Regions from separate parts of the Gossypium hirsutum genome. Here region 2 is linked to region 1. A link is a contact called in public Hi-C data. All regions are on one chromosome and are shown on one strand. Each heading gives the region's core, a stretch centred on a gene start, on an enhancer-like site or on the middle of the called end of the contact. The rest is flanking DNA. Distances are from core to core; before and after follow the strand shown. Region 1 holds the start of LOC107926068 (ribulose-1,5 bisphosphate carboxylase/oxygenase large subunit N-methyltransferase, chloroplastic). Region 2 has its middle 4.2 kb from the start of LOC121216325.

The links. A called contact is a pair of places that touch in the nucleus more often than the background predicts.
Region 2: a contact with region 1 is called in a Hi-C map of leaf, with 2.2 times the contacts expected there. The contact joins the enhancer-like site here to the promoter of LOC107926068 in region 1. A contact is called at or near these places in 8 of 34 Hi-C or Micro-C datasets (anther, callus, hypocotyl and 1 more).

The regions. Positions count from the first base shown.
Region 1 is chrD04:10,809,436-10,812,888 of Gossypium_hirsutum_v2.1, forward strand. It overlaps LOC107926068 (ribulose-1,5 bisphosphate carboxylase/oxygenase large subunit N-methyltransferase, chloroplastic), which reads left to right and starts at 1,311. Exons shown (of 15, transcript XM_016856854.2): 1 at 1,311-1,615; 2 at 2,533-2,642. The coding sequence starts at 1,406.
Region 2 is chrD04:10,941,304-10,944,935 of Gossypium_hirsutum_v2.1, forward strand. No RefSeq gene overlaps it. Among protein-coding and RNA genes, the nearest start is that of LOC121216325, 4.2 kb to the right of the region's middle. Within about 2 kb of position 1,983, at least 7 of the 9 cell types and tissues checked have an H3K27ac peak or open chromatin away from gene starts, as enhancers often do. A contact at or near this core is called in hypocotyl and leaf, where this site is marked.

The DNA.
Region 1 (3,453 bases), core at 61-2,560:
AAGCATTTATTGAGTTTGTTAAGCTCACCCACTCCATTTTAACCTTTGCAAAGTAGTTGCGTCTCTGGTGTGAGCGATGTGGCTTTCTAGGAATTGATCTAAGTCATTCTTTTAGTTGCTATAGTAGGTGCAATTGGTTTATTTGTTATATGGTACTTTAAGGCAATGTGGTAGACTTTATATCGGTTTTGTTAAGTCATTTTTAGGCTATTTGCTTATTGTTTATGTTTGGAAGCATGTGGACTTGAACATGGTATTCGGGCTACTATTTTAGACATTTTGATGCTTATTTGACTAGGTAAATAAAACATGATGTGAAGGGATTAAGTTGAATGGTTTAAATGCTTGCATATGCTGAATTTTTGTAACCTAGAGTAGAGGTATCGATATTAGGGCTTTAAAAACGATACCTCTATATTTTTTGAAAGTGCAAGAAGACAAAATAGAGAATTGATATCGATACCTCGGCCCGAGTATTGATACTCAGTGTAAGTTTATCGGTACCTTACGAAAGGTACTGATATTTTCCGATGTTTTGAAATTTGGCGAGAAACAAAATGCAAGTTTGGTATCGATTTTTCATGTGGTATCAATACCACTTAAGAAAAATATCTATACCCCTGAAACAGTATCGATACCTACATAATAGTTTTGGAAATTTTGCAATTTGGCCCATTTGCATGTTTGATTGTTAGTTTTAATACCCTTAGTGTACGTATGGCATGTTTTAACAATAAGAAGTGGTTGTACGACTTTAATTCATATGTATGATTAAATAAAGATGACGATTGGTTACTAGTGAAACTGTTTGCCAAGTAAATGATGCATGGCATTGGTGTAATGTCCTAGTATTCGGGCTCAGTGACTGGGCTGGGTATAGGGTGTTGCATGACATATGAAATGTGTGTGCCTCTGAGCGTTATCGCATCCCCGGCAACTTAAATCTATCTTTAAACTTTCACAATATCTACCTCAAATCCCAAAATAGTAAAAAATCCTAAAACCAAAACTTAAAGCCTTAAAATTAACCAAACCCTAAAAATACTAAACCTAAAAAGCTCTAAAAAACCCTAAAAAAAATCGATTAAGGAGAGAGAAAGTAAAGCGTATCCGGCTAGGCGCGCTTTCCTGTCAACTGTGCAAAAAACGTGTCCAACTGGATGCATTTTCACACACTCTCTCCAAAATTGACCTATTTCTTTAATTAAAAAAAAACCTATTTTACCAAATATTTCTTTTATGACATATTCCCCTCGTTTAGTGATGTGAAAAGCCCCGTGGTGCCTTTCAAAAAACAGAAAATACATATTTGAGTGAAAAAACCGTATTTCTCCATAAAAATATCCCTCGATAGAATACTCAGGATTCAAACAGAACACCAAACGATGGCGTATCACATGCACCTATGAGTAATTCCCAATCCTCAGCTTGCCTTATTCATGCCTCCAGGCTTCCTTGCACCCCGCGGACCTTAAAACACGACGTGTTGACCACGACGATGCTCCACTGCGGTTCTCGGATCTCAAAGCTTTGCCGGTCTCCGGTAGCTCCACCGTTCAACTTTCCTCGTCGTTTGCTCATCAAATTTGAATTCTCTTCCTTATTTCAAGCTAAGGTTCTTCATCTTTCTCTCTCTGTTTATATTTTTCTGTTCGGTTGACGAGAAAATATAGCAAAATTTTTAGATTTTTGCTCCTTAGATAGGAAAATTAATAGAAAATTATTAAGTTAGTAATATTCATTGAAGCTCATAGTTTGCAAGATACTCGGATTCGGCTTGAGAAAAACTCTAATTTGGCATGGTCATTATCGAGTTGAGCTTGGGCAGCTCGAGATGTTGAGCGGGTTAATTTCGGCTATCCTAATGCTTGACTTGAGTAGCTCTCGGGCTTATCGAGATTATTGAAAATTTTTTATCCAAACTTGAAGATGAATTTTAGAACAAATAATTGAGCTTGAAGTCTAGCGTAGAAATTGTGCTCATTCTTTACTTAGTAAATCAGTCTAATCGAGCAAGCTGGAGTAGTTTGATTTTTATATGGAGCTCAAATATTAAAAGTCAAACTCAATCGCGCTTGAACCAAGATTTGGGTCTCTAATTTCTAGTTGAGCTTGAGCTTCTTAGAGTATGAGCTAGGCTCGACGCAATTACTCGTGTAGCCGTAGTATCGTTGTTGTATATATTAGTTTAGGATTTAGAGAAAAAAATCTATAACTAGAAGCTTATATTATAGTCATGTGTCCTATGTTATTTTGACTCAGGTGTGAATATTGGAAATGGGTATGTATCCAACGTGGGTACGGTTAGATTTTTCTAGGATTTCAATGTATTTGGAGGATCTTTGGTGGTTATATCTTCATATCCATGTGTTGGACACGAGTGCCAGAGATGGGATCTTCTAGAAAAAAAGAGTTTGAGCAACATGGCATGTATCCATTTGTTGTATATTGTCAAGAATTAAAACAGATACTTTGCCTTTTATTTTTTCCTCTAATTTTTATTAAATAATTGTGTTGGTATCAAAATCATAGGGCTTAAATACTTCTGATGAAGAAAGTGATGAATTTTTGCCTTGGTTGGAGCGAAAGGCTCGGACTAAGATTTCTTCAATGCTCTCGATTGGGAAATCTGCATATGGCAGGTATTTTCAGTTTGTTTATTTAGCTTCTAACTTGGAGTTATCTTATTTTAATTTCAAGAGAAACTCTTATTTTAGTTTTTGATTTTATGTTGCTGTTCAATATGGTTAAAATTGTGTTCTGGTTGATATTCAAGAAACTTTAGGATCATGCTTTATCATATATCATGTAGGTGGATTGTTTGCAAGGACAAAGAAACTGAATTTCTATGTATGGCGTTCATATCAGTATATTGAAGTAGATAAAAACTGGGAAATAGTATGGGACCACTTGCTATTCTTGTTTAATGCAGGGATGGTGTGCAGATAGTTGTGATCCATGTTATTTTGAAGCAATAAAGTATCAAGTTGGGCAATTGTTGAAATTCTTGAAATGCTTTATTATTTATCATGTAGGTGGACTTTTTCCAAGAAATAAGGAATTGAATTATGTAAAATTTATCAGCGTATGGCAATGGATCAAAACTGGAAAATCCTATGGGCACACTAGTTATTCTTGTTTAATGCAGGATGGTGGTGCTGTCTGTTATGATACATGTTTTTTTTGGGGTGATAAAGTATCAACTAGCGTTATTAAATATTACTTTGACACCTGTATTGAAAGGAAGTGAAGCTCTCTTTGTTTTAAGTTTCATCCTTGTTGATTGGTAGACAATATTTTGTTCTCTTTAATAGCATGGACAAAAGCATGGACCTTAATTGTATTAGATAACTGCAAATGTGGAATTATCATCTGGTTGCATTTATTGGCATACGGTGGTGGGATTCCCTTGACTATTTTAGCGAGTATTTTTTGCGTTGATTGTCCTAAAAT
Region 2 (3,632 bases), core at 733-3,232, 130 kb after region 1:
GCATAAAAGACAGAGGAAGTTACGTGGAAAAAATCAACCAAAAAAAAGGCAAAAAAGGAAGCTACGTGAAAGCAACCACAACCGAACAAAAATATCATCAATCAAGGATGAGACATCATCTTTATTAGGAAACTGTGTGGGATTCAAATTTAATTAAACAAAATTCTGTATAACTCCTATAAAAAGAGGTGGAAGAAGCCTAAAAGGGGAATTCAAATTTGGAATTCAAGTTTTGCATAAAAACTTGATTCAAATTATCCTTCAAGTTACATTTCAAAAATTTTCCTTTCTCTCTTTTGTAAAATTATCCTTCAAGTTACATTTCAAAAATTTTCCTTTCTCTCTTTTGTAAAATCTTTCTTTTATTACTAGTTTCATTCTGTAACCTTACCCATCATCTGTCCTCCTGTAAATGGGTGAAGGAATGGTTTTTTTGATAAAAAATTTAATTAATTATATGATTTTTTTTAAAAAAATTTCTAATTCCCCGAGCGTCTCATCATTGTTAAAATGGGAAAGTCAAAATTATTTATTTTAAAATTATTTTATTTAAATTCTTAAAAATATAATGAGTATTTTAAATGATTTAATAAAATTGGACATGTGGTGCACAATTATTAGTCGAACTGATAAAAACTAATGGCGTCATTTAAGTACCTAAAAATGTATCACTTTGGGTTATGCTTGTTAACTTTGGATACCAATTAGATCCAAAACAATTTAAGTACAAAGTAAGTTTAAATTATCAAGTTTAGTTACACCCGTATCTATTAATCCTTTTAAAAATTAAACTCTTTTTATTTTAATAAAAACAAAATTGATTCTACTACTCAACCATTAATTTAATTACCTTTGCTCAAATTCATATAGAATTAGTATTCCTCTTAATATTATGTTTTGATCAATAAACTATAAAAATATTCTATTTGGTCATTAATGTTTATAATTGGTTCAATTTTAGTCATTTCCCGTTAAATGGTTAGTAAAAATGATAACTTAATTTTTTGGAATTTGTATAATAATACATTTAGTCTTCAATACTTATAAATTCTATTAATTTTATTCTAATTCTAAATAATTAAACAAAAGTGATCCTCTAAATTTACAACTTTTATCAGTTTGGTCCTCAAACACATTTCCATTGGGAAATGGTATTGGAATTTTTATTAATTATATTTGGGAAATTTAGAAAATCTATTTGTGAACTTTAAAGAATCTATTTGATGATGATTAATATGTAATTTTGTGTTTGATGTCAGTTCAAAAAAAAAATTTACATATTAATCAAAATTAGAAAAATACAATCCTTTAGAATAATGAGTTAACGACAACAATGTCTTTAATTCATAAAAACTAAGAAGTACTTTGGGATACCCATCTTTCTTTCATTAGTTGTAATTGTGAGAGGATTTTGTACTTTTTAAATAAAATTTAATTATTTTTCAATTTATATTTTTCAAGTGCTGTACAAAAGAGAAATAGATCTTATATTGGTTATCAATATCAGGCTAATAGTGATAAACCCCACTAATTAATAAGAATTAATAAATTTATCTCATAATAATATAAAACAGCTCTTTATTTTTTTTTTAATTTCTGATTATGTAGTTTATTATACTTTTGTAGAGCGAAATATGTGACAAGTCCTCTAACAGTCTGTAAGCGATCTTTTGCGGACCCTTGAATGACTTTGTCTGTAGATGCGATCTTTTGCGAACTCTTGAATGATTTTATCTATAAATGTAATTTTTTGCGAACCTTTGAATGATTTTGTCTATAAATGATCTGTAAATCACCATTGTGAAGCACCTCTCGTTAAGGCCATCTAAACTTAATTGTCTCGTATAGCCTCAAAGATAGAAATGTTAGAACAAGATAATCTACGACATAGGCAGAATCACGCAATACATACCATAGTGGCAACTAACCTGCAATGAAACTGATACTGGCCAACCCATACAACCTTGCAAGACATCTTACAAACTGTCGTGTAGCACTATAAGACAAAGGATGGTCTACGATTTTAACTTGAGTGTACAAGTGGGATCCTTCCATCAGCACTATCACCTTGGTCAACTTCTCCTTCTTCCTTCACCTTCCCCTCGAGGGAAAGTCTCCTTCTCTCACTCTCCTACTATCAGCTCTTCGTTTTGCTTAAGTAAATCAGTCCTCTTTTCCTCCATCACAACCTCTTTGTTGGTAATTCGTATCAACATAGTAGTTTAATTTTAATGTTTTTGAGACTTTAATTGAAAAAACCAACGATGAGCTGCATTTTCTAATGACTTCGTTAAGTATTAACAAAGTAGTTAAGATTCTTCTTCAAGAATTGAAGCTTGTTGAAGTTGTGAAATAGTTCCTGCAAAAGGAGCCGGTATGGAGTTCAAGCAAAAGGGCCAGGGCTGAGATGGGTTTTTCTTTGTGAAGCTCAAGATTTGTGATTTTTGGAGTGAGTATTTTTATCTTGGTTAAAATATGATAATAGTTCCAATATTTTTTACAAAATTTGAGATTTAGTCCATACTTTAAAAGTTAAAAATTCGATCTCTTACTTTTTCAATTTAAAAATCTTATAGTCCTATGATTATCAATTAAAATTTGCCAACATAACATGTTTACCTCTCATCAAATCATATGTCACATCACGAGGGTAGCCTCATCAACATGTTAAATTCACAAAATTTAATGAAAAATACATGATTTGATTTTCTGTTCATGGAATCAGAAACAAAAACAAGATTTGGGTCCTTTTTGAAGCTTTAAAGGTGTGCTTTATGGGTGGCGGTGCTTCTAAGAGGTGGTTTTTTGTTTGTTAAGGAGGGTTGGGAAAATGAAAGTTGAAAGCGGAGGGTTTGTCGACCATTCAAATACCAAGATTACTGTGTAGTCAATTTGATGGCTGCCGAGTGTAACTAAACTTCGAGGAGTCAAAGTCCAGAGGGGAGTGATCCAAGATCTGAGATTTTTAGCCTGTAACAATAATTGGAGTTGGGTTAGAATTTGGGTTCGTCTGCATGCCTTGGATTTTGTTTTGTTGGGCATTTGTATACAATTTATTTGGACTCCTCCTAGTTTACTAACCCTTTGGATAGTCTTTACCCAATTGGGTTTATTAATAAACAAAATTGCAACTCCAATTTTTCAATTCTCTGCTTATTAATTATTATAACTCATCCGTCACTCGTATATTTCTTTCCCAACATTTTTCATGAATAAAAATTGCAAAGTTCAAAGGAAAATTTCCACTCCCTACAATAATTTTTATATATAAAAACTAACATTAATAATTATTCCATTTTTCTTTAGTTGTGAAATATTTTTTTAAATTTGATTAAAATATTTTTAATTTTTAATTTTTGTTAAAGATATATTTTAATATTAAAATATTTATAATTACGATTATATTTTCAGTTTATGATCAAGATATGTTTGAGGACCAAATTGATAAAAAAATTGTTAATGTTAAGGGCTAAGTTCAATTATTTAGAATTAGGACCAAATTGATAGATTTTATAAGTGTTGAGGACTAAAATATTATTATACCAATTAAAAATGCCACATTATCAATTTTGTTAATGATCTAACAAAAGGTAATCGAAATCAGATTGCAAATGCTAGTGACAAAATTGAAT